2 separate regions of the Mus musculus genome follow, and region 2 is linked to region 1. The links are chromatin contacts, called in public HiChIP or PLAC-seq maps. All regions are on one chromosome and are shown on one strand. The core of a region is the stretch at or near the end of the contact, and the rest is flanking DNA. Distances in the headings are between cores, read along the strand shown. Region 1 overlaps Nt5c2 (5'-nucleotidase, cytosolic II). Region 2 holds the start of Pcgf6 (polycomb group ring finger 6).

The links. HiChIP or PLAC-seq counts read pairs in DNA pulled down with a chosen protein or histone mark.
Region 2: an H3K27ac HiChIP or PLAC-seq map of extraembryonic endoderm stem cells shows a contact between it and region 1. The contact joins the promoter of Pcgf6 here to the enhancer-like site in region 1. A contact is called at or near these places in 1 of 39 promoter capture datasets (hippocampal neurons), 1 of 484 Hi-C or Micro-C datasets (embryonic stem cells), 2 of 115 datasets of contacts at active chromatin or transcription factors (extraembryonic endoderm stem cells and microglia) and 2 of 9 other capture datasets (adipose tissue and pancreatic islet).

Annotation. Positions count from the first base shown.
Region 1 is chr19:46,894,878-46,901,861 of GRCm38.p6, reverse strand. Nt5c2 (5'-nucleotidase, cytosolic II) reads left to right here. Exons shown (of 18, transcript NM_029810.5): 6 at 2,968-3,059; 7 at 3,183-3,240; 8 at 4,193-4,286; 9 at 5,301-5,354. Among named protein-coding and RNA genes, the nearest start is that of Nt5c2, 64 kb to the left of the region's middle. Within about 2 kb of position 2,406, at least 108 of the 459 cell types and tissues checked have an H3K27ac peak or open chromatin away from gene starts, as enhancers often do. A contact at or near this core is called in extraembryonic endoderm stem cells and pancreatic islet, where this site is marked.
Region 2 is chr19:47,047,061-47,054,044 of GRCm38.p6, reverse strand. Pcgf6 (polycomb group ring finger 6) reads left to right here and starts at 3,139. Exons shown (of 10, transcript NM_027654.3): 1 at 3,139-3,594; 2 at 4,956-5,055; 3 at 5,149-5,245; 4 at 5,882-5,937; 5 at 6,039-6,098. The coding sequence starts at 3,226.

The sequences.
Region 1 (6,984 bases), core at 1,157-3,656:
TGCATACATAGTAATCTAAAAACAAAGAAAAGTAAAAAAATAGAATGTGACATTTGGGTCATAACTACAACTTGAAATGAAAACATTTTATATTATGCATTCATGTAATTTTCCTGATTTATTTATTCCTGATGGGAAACTGCTAAAGTCATAATAGTCACATTGAAATAATTAAAGACAGTGGTTTTGGCAACACTTGTTGTAAGAGACATAAACTAACTGAAATTGTGTCAGAACATCCTTTTAAGTCTGAGGTCATAGCAGTGTCCCACTTAGAACTGAAGCAATTGCACGGTGCTGTTGAGCAAGCCTTATTGCATAACACAGGCTCAGAGATGTCTCGGATGTCTGTTGTACAGTTGAAGTAAAGTGAACATCACCTTGACCTCTCAGAGCAGGCCAGGAAGGCTACATGCACCTTCTGGTGCTGTAAAGGATGCTTTCGTATCAGGAAGCAGGATGTAGACAGAACATGATGACATGCAGTATCACCGACCTAAGCTCATCATGTTCAGATACTGTCACTGGGAAGGAGCCCGGTGAAAATGAACCAGGGTTCTGTTTGTGTCTGAGAAGGGATCTCATTGTTCTGGCTATGAGTTGAAAGGAAGGCAGAGGGGAAAAAATGAGAAGCAAGTCACTAAATTCATTTTATAACCACTCTTAGAATACAAGATGCACAGGCCTAAGCTAGGGGTAGTGGTCCACTTCTGTAATCCTGGCAGGAGTCCATAAGGAGTTCAGGTCATGTCATCGCTGGCTACATAGGCCAGTCTAGACTACATGAGACTTTATCAAACAACAACAAAAAAGGTCTTATCAACCTGTTGCAGGAAATATTTAAAAAGTCAACCCTCCATCTCTCCTGCCCCACCGGCCTGTGTTCCTGCTGTAGTACCGATACTGGCAGGCCACAACACTATGTCTGGGTGGGGTCTCGCTTGCTCGGCCGTGTTCTCACCACTGAGCTATTCTCTCCCAAGTTCATCTTGCTTCCACACAGTGCCCCACACACCCCACCATCAGCCATCTCAACACCTAGTTACCCCAGTAGAAACATGACTCTTAAAGCTTAATTATACAGTTAGATTTATATAACAAAAAGATCACAATTTACAAAAATGCCAATACAATAGTTTCAGGGCTAATTGATACTGATAAAACTTTAACTCAATTATTATAACCTTTCGATAACACCATTCTGGTTCTTCTCCCTCCTCCCTCTCTGTCTCCACAACTCTTAGCTCCTCCTCCCTTTTCCTGTCCAATCACAAGCCTGCCACTGCCCTAATATCCTGCAACATTTCACCCTTTCTGTTTAATTATAAAAAAAAAAAGACTCTCAAAATATAAATTGAACACAGCTATTATCATTTTGTAAATTATATGGTATAAGATAGACCTAATACTAAGTCCACATCAACCTGCTATACATAAAGTTTCAGTGTACCTTCTTTGGAAATACTTTTGGTAGTATTTCAAAAATAAGTCATTTGTGGGTAAACGTAGATTCATTTACGCTTAGTGCAAAAGGAAAAGATATTAGGGAGAGAATGAACATGGTGGGACATTTCAGTTTTTAAGGTGCAGTGGCAATGAGCTAAAAAGGAGGTCAACGTCCATCTACCTTTGTCACACCTTGTTAGCCTGGGGCTGCAGGTCACAAAACATGCCAGTGTTCCTTCCAATTCCAAGTAGACTGTTTTCTTCTGATATGTATGATGCATTGTCTTCCCCTGACCGGGAATGCGATGACTAACCTAGTTATCAGTCAGTCTGAGTTGTGATTGCCACAGCAGCTGCACCCGTGATTGTCTAAGCCAGCCTTCACTCACTGGCTGGAGGGAGGGCATGCTAGTGTTGCCCCCTTCTGCCAGAAAGCCAGAGAGATGGCTTTCTACTTAGTCTTGAATTGATTAGAAACTTTGTTTCATAAGGGTGATGAAAGGGGTTACTAACCAAGAAACTACTATGATTTTATGGTCGTGACTAGAGTCCATACCATTTGAAGTTAAGTAACTTAAGTAGGAATTTACCCAGCTTACACTGTGTATAAGCTTTATATTTGTTTTCTTTGTCTTTGTGGGGATGTATGTGCAGGTGTGTTCTCAGTCACTCTCCAGCTTATTTGAGATACTGTCCTTGCTTTTGCTTGAATGGTGAGCAGAGTTCCACTCGACCCTTCTTTCTTCCTTCCCCATGGCTAGGGTTACAGGCACACACTGCAGTGCTTGGCACTTACATGGGCATTGGGATTCTAAACAAAAGTTCCTCCTCGTGTCTGCATGGCAAGCACTTTACTGATAGGGGCTGGCCTTGCAAATTAAGTAGGTCAGGTCAGAAGTTGGCCCGCTTTCAGTAAAGAGGAACAGAGAAAAGCACAGCTCAGACGGTAAGGAAGGCTTGCTCTTTGTTCCACACTTCATCCAGGAGAGGAAGTGTCCACTTAGGTGTTGCAGCAGAGCCAGCACACCAGCACCGACAGGAATCCTTTCTGGGTTGTCCTTGCCTCTCTTTGCAGTCACTTCCTTCTGCTTTTAGACTTATTTTATCTTAAAATTTTATTTATTTGTTTTGAGACAAGGCTTCCCTGTGTCACCCTGGCTGGCCTGGCTGCCAGCGCTGGGATTCCAGGGTGAGCACCTGTTCATGCATTAGTCTCCTTAAACATTTGAAGCTCAGTAGTTCCCCTTCAGTCTTAAGAGTTCCCCACGGCCTTCTTGTAGAGGTTGGGTTGTGTGTTCTTAAGTTACCTCCCTAGCACAGGGAGAGCCCTGGGTGCTGTCTATGAAGAGAGCTGTTGAAGGGCTCACCCTGAGCCTGTTCACAGCTGCTCACATTTAATATATGAACTCTTGTCTTTCACATAGCCATCAACATATTTTAATAAAGCATTGAATAGTGATGATTTCCTACAGTTGTTAACTTTTTGTATATCAATTAATTTTTTTTTACATTTTCTTACAGACCAGAAACTAGAGAGCAGTATCCAAATAAATTTATCCAACGAGATGACACTGAACGGTTTTACATTCTGAACACACTATTCAATCTCCCAGGTAGACACCTCTGCTTACTCTGCACACTGCCCCTTTGTTCCAGGGCCATGTCTTCCAGGAAGCTGAGTAAATCAGCTTGATTATGGTACTTACAGCTTATTCATACCTTTTCTTCATTTTCAGAGACCTACCTGTTGGCCTGCCTCGTAGATTTTTTTACTAATTGTCCCAGATACACCAGGTATGTTTATATTACAATTTTCTTCATCCAGTTGATTTTTAAATTAATGTACAGGGTTTTAGAGAACTGGCCATTGTAGGTCTTTTCTGCTTTTCTAAAGTGAATTTAGTGCTAGTGAGAGATGCCACATTGCCAGCCTGAGAGATGGACAGCGCCAGCAGCTCCATGCAGGCTCTCACCTCCCACACGGCCCCTCTCCTTGCCAGTGTGCTGCAGCCATGTTTGGAAGGGACCACTTGTGACTGGGATTGAAGACGGCCAGCAGAGGTGCTAATTGTGACAACTGAGTGGGAGGTTTGTGTGATGCTTATCTGTCCAAGCAGAGTTGCACTGAAACCCCCGACTCATTTCACAGCAGCTGCCCAGGAGCCATCCCGGGATGCTCATGTAGCTTCATTCCCAGGCCCAGCAAGAGCTCACCAAGGAATAAAATAGTGTTTATTTTCTGTAAAGCAAAAATTTGCCTAAGTCTTCACAGGTTAGCCTTTCCTTCTGGGGAGCTGTGTGGCCATTGCTTGATGTGTAACAGCCTCTGTGTTAGAGTCTGCTAACTTCATATCTGAGGCCTTACCCACTTGAGGGCAGTTTGGTGGAAAGTGGAATCCAGATAGAACTGAACGGTGCCTTTGTACCTAGGGACAATGCAGGAAGGTCAGGGAGGGAGAGCCTAGCTTCTAAATGTCTGCGCAGTGAGGCCTGCTTCTAAAGTGAGGAACTTGGTATTATGGGACCTTGGCCTTTTAATTCCATCCTGTAAATTATCCTGTCTCATTGTGTTTGCACACAGTTATTATATTCCATATATCAATATTCTGGCCATTTTAATGCTCAAATGCATTTTGATTAGGGAGCGATTCCCTAGCTAACCACAGCCTGTACCACGTGATGGGAACCTTTGGGTCCCTTGGTCATTTCATTCACCGTTTGTCATGTTCTTTTCATCTTTCTGTAGTTGTGACACAGGATTTAAAGATGGGGACCTCTTCATGTCCTACCGTAGCATGTTCCAGGACGTAAGAGACGCAGTGGACTGGGTCCATTACAAGGTATTTAGAGCCTGCTGCTTTACCCTCCTCTCCCCAGCATGCATCTGTGCTCTGATACTAACTTTGCAAGTGGGCATGTACACAGAGAGCAGAATGCTCCTTTTAAAAAAGAACGTGGAGAGGGCCTGGAGAGATGTCTCAGAGACTAAGAGCACTGGCTGCTCTTGCAGAGAACCTTGATTCAGTTCCTAGCACCCTACAGCAGCTCACAGCCATCTGAAACTCCAGTGCCAGGGGCTCTGACGCCCTCTTGTGGTGTCTCTGGGCACCAGGCATTCATGTGGTACACAGACATGGAAACAGGCAAAACATTTACTCTCATACACATTAACAGAAAAATAAAGACTCTTAAATGCTTTTATTTTTCACCTTTAAAAGGAGTTAAGAGAAATTTGCCTCTTATGTTTATTCTTGTCCGACCATACTGACAGTGTTCTTCAGCCTTGAGGCTCAGCTTTTAAATTTTATTGTTTGCATTTCTGAAAAATATTTAGAAGAATTTTAGTATATGAAATTATACTTACATCTCTTGTGTATGTTGGTCCATTTAAATTTTGTTCAAATAACTCCCACTAGTTAGTATTGGATTTATATTTACTATAAACTTTAATAAACTATGAAAAGTTTTAATTTTCTATTTAAAATGTGAATACTTTTATATTTGAAATCTTTTTTTGTCTAACATTTTTCATTTTGGTAAACAGAATATTTATTTGTTTGATAGTCAGTACAAGTTTTTTAGTAAAAGTTAACAGTAGACTTACAGGTCAAGTGTGGTGGTCTACTCCACAATCCAGGTTCAAGGCTAACCTGGGTTACAACGTAAAGCTTTGTCTCAGACAATCAATCTTGATTTGTGAGATGGACATGATATCCTAAATCTGTAATCTTAGTACTTAGGGGGCAAAGGCAGGAAGATGAGCCAGCTGGGGCTATAGAGCAATAACTTAAAAAATAAAAAGGAAACAACCCCCCTGGTTTTATTCTTTTCTTATTTCTTTCTCTTCCTCCCAGGGCTCCCTTAAGGAGAAGACGGTTGAAAATCTTGAGAAGTATGTCGTCAAGGATGTAAGTATGGAAGAGGGAAACAGGTCTGCATGGTGGCTCCTTTTGCCTTATAAAGATAAGAAGGCCAAGCCTGTTTATCGTGACGTAGATGAGAAAAGTCACTTGCAGCATAGTCACAAAAAATGTCTGCCAGCATGTAGTTTCACTTGTTTTCCCTGTTTTCTGAGAAACAAGACTTTGTATTTAATGTTTTAGCTCTAATTATTGCAGCTAGACGGTACTGTGTGCACAGCTCCACGCAGTGATTGATACCTTATACTATGTAATTGTCGTCAACTATGAGGTAGAGGCTACTGTTACTTTTTAAAGAAATGCTTAAATGTCATGTGGAAGGTCACACAGTTAGAAGGTCAGTCATTGGCCAAGACTAACACCCAAATCTTATCTTATCTCTTCTCTTCTCTTCCCTTCCCTTCCCTTCCCTTCCCTTCCCTTCCCTTCCCTTCCCTTCCCTTCCCTTCCCTTCCCTTCCCTTCCCTTCCCTTCCCTTCCCTTCCCTTCCCTTCCCTTCCCTTCCCTTCCCTTCCCTTCCCTTCTCTTCTCTTCTCTTCTCTTCTCTCCTTTCTTTCTTTCTTTCTTTCTTTCTTTCTTTCTTTCTTTCTTTCTTTCTTTCTTTCTTTCTTTCTAGTTTTTTGAGACAGGGTTTTTCTGTGTAGCCCTGGCTGTCCTGGAACTCACTCTGTAGACCAGGCTGGCCTTGAACTCAGAAATCCGCCTGCCTCTGCCTCCCGAGTGCTGGGATTAAAGGTGTGTGTCACCACGCCCAGCTGTCACACCCAAATCTTAAGCATTGCAGATGATCCATTAAAAAGTGTGCACGGGTCTGACTGACTTAAGTGTCTCTACCCTGTTAGCAAAAAAATAAATAATGAGCACAGCTTTAAGATACATTAAAGACTAGTGAGTATCTTAAATAGCTGGAGTTCATGATATTTTTTACTAATTTAAAAATTTTTTATAGTTATGATGCAGTATTAATGTTACTTTTAAAGGAGTGTATGTGGAGCACATAGGAAGTATAGATGTGCATGTATATGTGTGTATAATCTCAACTTTTCTGTAAGGCTATGTTTTTTAAAACACGAAGTCACGGGCTGGTGTGCTTCCAGCTCTGGGTGACCTGATACCTCCACCTGGCCCCTCCATGCACGTGCACACCCCACAGAGATTGGTAACTAAAAATAATAAGAAAAGACATTTATCCACATATGGAATCCTAAGATATAGTAACGTACTTTTCTATAGAGTAAAAACGAATGCAGTAATAATGTCTCTGGGTTTATGCCACCATCCCTTCCCCTCCTGTCAAACTGCCACCTGCCTTCCCCGCCACCCCCACTCCCTTTCCATTATTGCTTCAAGAAAGACCACTGAACAGTTGGACCCAGTTTGTGCAAAGGAGCCTTCTTGTGAAAAGTGGTGCTTTTGTTTCTAGGCACATGAGCTGTTAGAATTTCCTTATTTTTCTTCAGTTGAGTGTGGATATTTCTAGGTAGCACCTGTACCTATTGTTATATTCTGCAAAGTTTAATGAAGCCACAGTGTGTACAGTAGCAGAATATTTAATAATCTTCATACAGAATTTTAGTACAGTTTGAAAATCATGTTCTGAACTTCAGTATAGGTAAAT
Region 2 (6,984 bases), core at 1,890-4,389, 150 kb before region 1:
AGGCATCAGACGAAACTCAGATGAAATCTCTTGAGTCTGAGGCCAGCCTAGTCTACATCGTCAATTCTGGACCAGCAAGTCCCAGTCTCAAAAACAAAACAAAAGAAACCCCAAACCAAGCACACACACACACACACACACACAAACAAATAACAACAAATAACCCAGCAAACAAACACCAAAAACAAAGAGTGCCTCTCTTCCTCTCTTGCTATATAGCCAGCCACAACTCTTGTCTCGAAAGTCAGTTCTCCAACAGTGAAACCACACAAACACACAGACACACAGACACACACACACACACACACACACACACACACACACACGCACGCACACATCATAAATCCTGTCATTTGTACAAAGCCATGTGACAAACTGGCACAGCTTGGTTCATTGCCCCAGGTACACACATGGAAACCACCATCAATCATTGACAGAAAATAAATACTAATGACCACAGTTCCAGGGGTTGACCAAGGTTCAATCATAGTTCTAGATTTCCTTGAAGATAGAAGAGAACGAGCAACTTCTTCTACTGTTTTAACTTTTCTCCCTAGATGCCTAACCATTCCACCTCAGTGTGTTTTCTGAAAAGCCCATGCTGGCTTTAGTGCTTTGAGATACCACTCGTACCAGGACTCAGGCTTCATATACACTCTCTGGCTTTTCTCTCCTGTTTCAGGTTTACTCAAACAATGGGGTATACAGATACCAGGTAGAAAGTTTTATGGAATGTTCAATGATCAATGGAGGGTACACATCAATATCATTTCTTCTTTATGATGTTTATCAGTATAAAAGAACTATATATTTTTTAAAGATTTATTTATTTTATGCATATGAGTACACTACCATTGATCTCTTCAGATGCACCAGAAGAGGGCATCAGACCCCATTACAGATGGCTGTGAGCCACCACGTGGTTGCTGGGAATTGAACTCAGGACCTCTGAAAGAGCTGTCGGTGCTCTTAACTGCTGAGTCATCTCTCCAGCCCAAGAGCTATGTTTTTTTTTTTTATTTAGCTCTTTTATCCTGATTTTATCCAGTCTGTATTTTCTTTTGTCATTTGGCGTGTTAGAGACAAGAGTGGGAAGGCAGTTTGTGCCTGTGATCCCGGCACTCGAGAGGCTGATGCCCTCAGAAGATTCCTGTAGTGTATGTCGGGGCGTCTCTGTAGTGCCAGGAGTTTGAGCCGTAAGTCTTCATGTGTCATTTGAGTGAAGCAGCAGAGAGCTCAGTCCAGGACCAGAAGTGGATATCTTTCAAACCTGCCTGTAGTTATCACCACTTCTGGCTAGGTCACACAAGCCAGAGGTTTCATAACTCCCAAACAGGACCACCAGTTGGGGACCACGTGTTCAAACACAAACCTGTGGAGGGACATCCATATTCAAACCATAGCATGTTCCTCTCAGTCCCCATAGGTTCCTGGGTTATCTCATAATGGAAAAATGTGTTTAGTCCAACTTTCGGGAGCCTCTACATCTTTTCTTGTTTGTTTTATTTTTACTTGTTTATTTTTAAAGATTTTATTTATTTATTTATTATATGTAAGTACACTGTAGTTGTCTTCAGATCTCATTAAGGATGGTTGTGAGCCACCATGTGGTTCCTGGGATTTGAACTCAGGACCTCTGGAAGAGCAGTCAGTGCTCTTAACCGCTGAGCCATCTCTCCAGCCCCTGTTTTATTTTTTAAAGATTTTTGTTTTGTTTTGTTTTTGTTTTTCAAGACAGGGTTTCTCTGTGTAGCCCTGGCTGTCCTGGAACTCACTCTGTAGACCAGGTTGGCCTTGAATTCAGAAATCAGCCTGCCTATGCCTCCTGAGTGCTGGGATTAAAGGCATGTGTCACCACGCCCGGCCTTTTTTAAAGATTTATTTACTTTATATACACAGTAGCTGTCTTCAGACACACCCGAAGAGGGCTTAGGATCCCATTACAGATGGTTGTGAACCACCATGTGGTTGCTAGGATTTGAACTCATGCCCTCTGGAAGAGCAGTCAGTGCTCTTAACTGCTGAGCCATCTTTCCAGCCAGCCCTGGGTTTGTTTGTTTGTTTGTTTGTTTTAGACAGTGTTTCTCTGTTATGCTCTGGCTATCCTGGAACTCACTCTGTAGACTGGCCTAGGACTCAAGAGATTTGCCCGTTTCTGCCTCAGTGCTGGGATTAAAGGTTCCTTTACCACTTGGCTCCAATTGAAAACTATATTTTATTTATTTTTCATTTTTATGTGTAGCATGTTTTGCTTGCATATATGTATGTTCACCATTTGCATCCCTGGTGCCCAGAGAGGACAAAAGACAGCATCTGGAACTAGATGGTTGTGAACAGCCATTTGGGTGCTTGGAAGAGGGGTTCTTCTTAAAGGGCCTCTCTGCACGAGCATCGAAGTGCTCTTAACAGCTGGAGCCATCTTTCCAGCTCAAGACACCTCCACGTTTAACTGTCTCAATAGTGTTCAAAAGTCCAAAGACACCCTTCAGTGGGTAAGGTCTGGAACTTTTCTCTTCCTTTTGGAGACAGGGGTGTTGGAGTGCTGCCCAGGTGGGTCTCAAATTCCTTGGCTCTAACATTCTGCCTACTCAAGGCTGAAATTAATAAGTAGGTAACCATACTTGGCTTATGTGGTTATTCTTATCAAAGCTGTCCTCTAACTTTTCCCCCTCATTTCTCAGAAATCATTTCGCGAATCAGTTCTCTCCCTCTAACATGGGTATTGAACTCAGGTCGTCACACTTGGAGGCAAATTTTTTACCTGCTGAGCCAGCTTAGGGTTTTTGTTTGTTTGTTTGGTGAGACAAGGTCTTACTAAGTAGATAGATGCCATTAACCATGGACGGAAAACCACAATTAGTCCTCAAAATGAAACCATCACTCCTAATTCAAGAACACATGGCATCTAGAGTTCAATGTTCCATGAATAAACTGGTGCAAGTAAAATACTGAAACTGTAGCATTTTAGACTCTCCTGAACAGCACACTGCAGGCTTCGACCGCGAAAACCGGTGAGCTTCCTTCAAGGCGTGGCCCACACGCCCCGCCCCAACCTGAGCAGCTCCGCCTCACCTAGGTAGCCTAGGTGAACCACACTTCCCAGCGGCCTCTGCGGAGCGCCGGCGCCTGCGCACTGGTACGAAAGGGGGCTCGTGCTCAACTCGCGCGCTAGCCGTCCGACTCGCCTTGCCTCGCTCTCAACTCGCCAGATTTCTGATCCCCGCCATGGACGAGGCTGAGACGGACGCCACGGAAAACAAGCGCGCCTCTGAGGCCAAGCGAGCCTCAGCCATGCCGCCACCGCCACCGCCTCCGCCTCCCATCTCTCCGCCCGCCCTCATCCCGGCACCCGCGGCCGGCGAGGAGGGCCCGGCGTCCCTGGGCCAGGCGGGCGCTGCCGGCTGCTCTCGCTCTCGGCCCCCGGCGTTGGAGCCCGAGCGCAGCCTGGGCCGCTTGAGAGGCCGCTTCGAGGACTACGATGAAGAGTTGGAAGAGGAGGAGGAGATGGAGGAGGAAGAAGAGGAGGAGGAAGAGATGAGCCACTTCTCTCTGCGTCTGGAGTCCGGACGGGCAGACTCCGAGGACGAGGAGGAGGTATCGACGACCCTGCCAGACCTGGCTGCGCTCGAGCGGCCTCTGGGACCCAGCGGGGCGCAGACCTGTGGTTGCCGTTGTCGCTGGAGCTCGCGGCGCTTGTGTAGCGCTCCATCCCCGCCCACCCAGGCGTGGCCTCTCTCCGGCTTCATTTATTTTGTGGAGTCCTTGCAGATCATTTAGGGCACTCTGGGTCCCGTTTTTTTGTTTGTTTTTGTTTTTGTTTTTTTTACATTCTGTAAAAGTCTTTGCGTAACGTGGAGGGAGTTAGATGTCTAAGGCTACTGGCAGGTGTACTCTTTTTTTTCTGCAGGATGTTGAGAGGGTTTGGGACCCCTCCCCCATTAAAAATAAATAACAAATGTGTGAAGAAAGGCATCCCGGGGATAGGGTGTAGGCCAGTTGATACAGTGTATCTCTGCCCTGCAGGACGCTCGGAGTTCGAGTCACAGCACTGTCTACACTGGATGTGGTAGTAGACACTTGTTACTACCAACATTCGTGAGGCAGAGGCAGCAAGTTCAAAGTCATCCTTGGTAATGTGGGGAGACCAGGCAGGTTTAAGGGCTTTTTGTAAACCAACAAAAGAACAGGTGCCTTTCACTGTTAGTTTCCTATATGTCAGAGAACTGGGACCGCTTAGATACAGTGTTTTCTTTAGATTGGATATTTTGAAGGGTTGGAGTGCAATTAAGTTACACTGCTTATAATGAAATCTTGGGATCATGGCTTAACTTGTTTTGAAATGAGACCTTGTAGTGTTGGCTTTGGACTGGGTTTGATGTTGTGATTTTAAAAAGATAAAGGGGTATTAATATATGTTCTATGGGGGTGTGGCGAGGTGTGGGGGAAGGGGGTGCCCCAGCGGGCCCATGCCAAGGCATCCCTTACCCCTGAGGGACCAGCCACACGACGATATAGTATAGAATAGAGTTTATTCAGGGCATGGGGAGGGAAGTTAAGAGGGTAGTAGAGGCAGAGAGAGAGAGACAGAGTAGAGAAGTGGAGGAGGGCCATGACCACGTGTAGAGAGGGCGGGAAGGGAATGGGGAGAGAGATGGAGCAAGGGAGGGAAGAGGCAAGGGAGAGAAGCAGGAGTAAGAGGAGGGGGCAAGCAGTCCCTTTTATAGTGGGCCAAACCTACCTAGCTGTTGCCAGGTAACTGTGGGGAGGAGCATACCTGGCTGTTGCCAAGTAACTGTGGGGGTGGAGTCCAGACCCTACCAACACTCTTGGGCTCAGATGTCACAGCTGACTTGTGTAAGTTGGAATATAGGCATTAGACTTCCTACTTGCAGCTAGCTTCTGAATTTGAGAAGGGAAAGGCTTGTATCCTAAAATGGTTACTGTTGCACTTACAGCGCCTGATAAACCTTGTCGAGCTGACCCCCTACATCCTGTGTTCGATTTGCAAAGGTTACCTGATAGATGCAACCACCATTACAGAGTGTCTTCATACCTGTAAGCACATAGTTCGCATTTCCGAATGGTGTTTTAAAAATGTGAAGATGTCTGTAAACCATCCTAAATTAAACATTTTTTCTCTTTCACTAGTTTGTAAAAGCTGCATTGTGAGACATTTTTACTATAGTAACAGATGCCCAAAATGCAACATAGTTGTCCACCAGACTCAGCCTCTTTATAATATAAGGTAAGAATATACACACTTAAAATGTATCCACATTTAAAATCATTGTTGCCAGTGTTTTTTGTTTTTTTTTTTTTTCTGAAATCTTGACATTGTGCAGTTGGGGGTAAATCCTTTGAATGCTATCAAAACGAGAAGGAAGGGAACTGCACAAGAAGTGTGTGTGGAGCACTTACTGTGTATCAGGCACAGACGGCTAGATCTGCTGGAGACTTTAAAAGCAAAACTCAGTGTGTAGACCATGCTGGCTTTAACCTCAGATCCACATGCCTCTGCGTCCCGAGTCTGGGATTAAAGGCGTGTGCAGCACAGCACCTAGCTTCAGCAGTCTGTTTGTTTTAACTTTTATGTGTGCATGTGTACCACATGTGTACTTGGGGCTTTTGGAGTCACAGGAGATGGTTGGATTCTCTGGAACTGAGAGTCACAGATGGTCTTCTGGAAGAGCAGCCAATGCTCGTCTCCGTCTCTGCAGCTGAGATGGAACGCAGCAATTAAAATGCAGTCCGGCATCAAGTTCACGTTCTTACCAAGCATGCAAGACCAAGGAGCAATGCTCCTAAGAGAAAATAGTGAATTCATTTTGTACCTAAATTCTTTTTTGGATTCTGAGATATTCTCCATTCTTCTTTTTATTAGGTTGGACCGGCAGTTACAAGACATAGTATACAAATTAGTGATCAATCTAGAGGAAAGTAAGTTTCTTTTATTTCATAGTTGTGAATCCCAAAGTCTCTGTCTCTGTTAGTTACATCGTAAGTGTAGTAATTTAGTCTGTGTTTTATCATTTTTTTAGGAGAAAAAAAGCAAATGCATGACTTCTATAAAGAAAGAGGTCTAGAAGTCCCCAAGCCTGGTAAGTTTGGATGTGTTCTGCATTCACAGATTAAAGAACAAACTGTTGTTGAGGTGCTGTCCTCATTCCTGTCCTGTCACAAGTAGACCTAGTGGAGGCCACTCGGGCTAGAAGAGGTTTAGTTAGCTCACAGCTCAGGTTACATCACCCTACAGGGAAAGCCGGGGAGTGAGGGAGAACCAGTACCAAGAGACGGCACTTGCTGCCTGCTCATACAGTTGTCTCTCTCATACAGTCTAAGACTCAAACCCAGGGGATGCCACCGCCCACTTTTGGGGTGGGTCCTCCCAGGCTTGCTCTCGTCCCTCCTTAAGACCCTTCCCTGGTGATTCTTGGTTAAGTCAATTGGAATGAAAATGAAAACAACCATCACGGGTGCTTTGAAGGTAATGCTGCAGGGTAACCCAAGTAACATTTTGTAAGAACTAAGAGGACTGACTGGGTGTAGTAGTTCAAGCCTGTGAGCTCAGCACTCAGGAACCTGAGTCTGGAGGATTGCCGTGAGTTCAAGGCCAGCTCGGGCAACATGATGAAACACTTCATTTAAAAAAGGAAAGTGTAAGCCGGGCGTGGTGGCGCACGCCTTTAATCCTAGCACTTGGGAGGCAGAAGCAGGCGGACCTGGTCTACAGAGTGAGTTCCAGGACAGCCAGGGCTACACAGAGAAACCCTGTCTCGAAAAACCTAAAAAAAAAGGAAAGTGTGAGTGAGAGAGAGATGAACAGACTCAGGCGCTAGATTTTGTGAGTTTGTTCCTAGCGCTGCCACTTTATTAGGTTAGGTGACTTTAACAAACATGTCTAAAATAAAGATGAATATGACATTATTAAACACATTTCTTTGAGACGTGGTTTCTCTGTGTAGCCTTGGCTGTCCTGGAACTCAC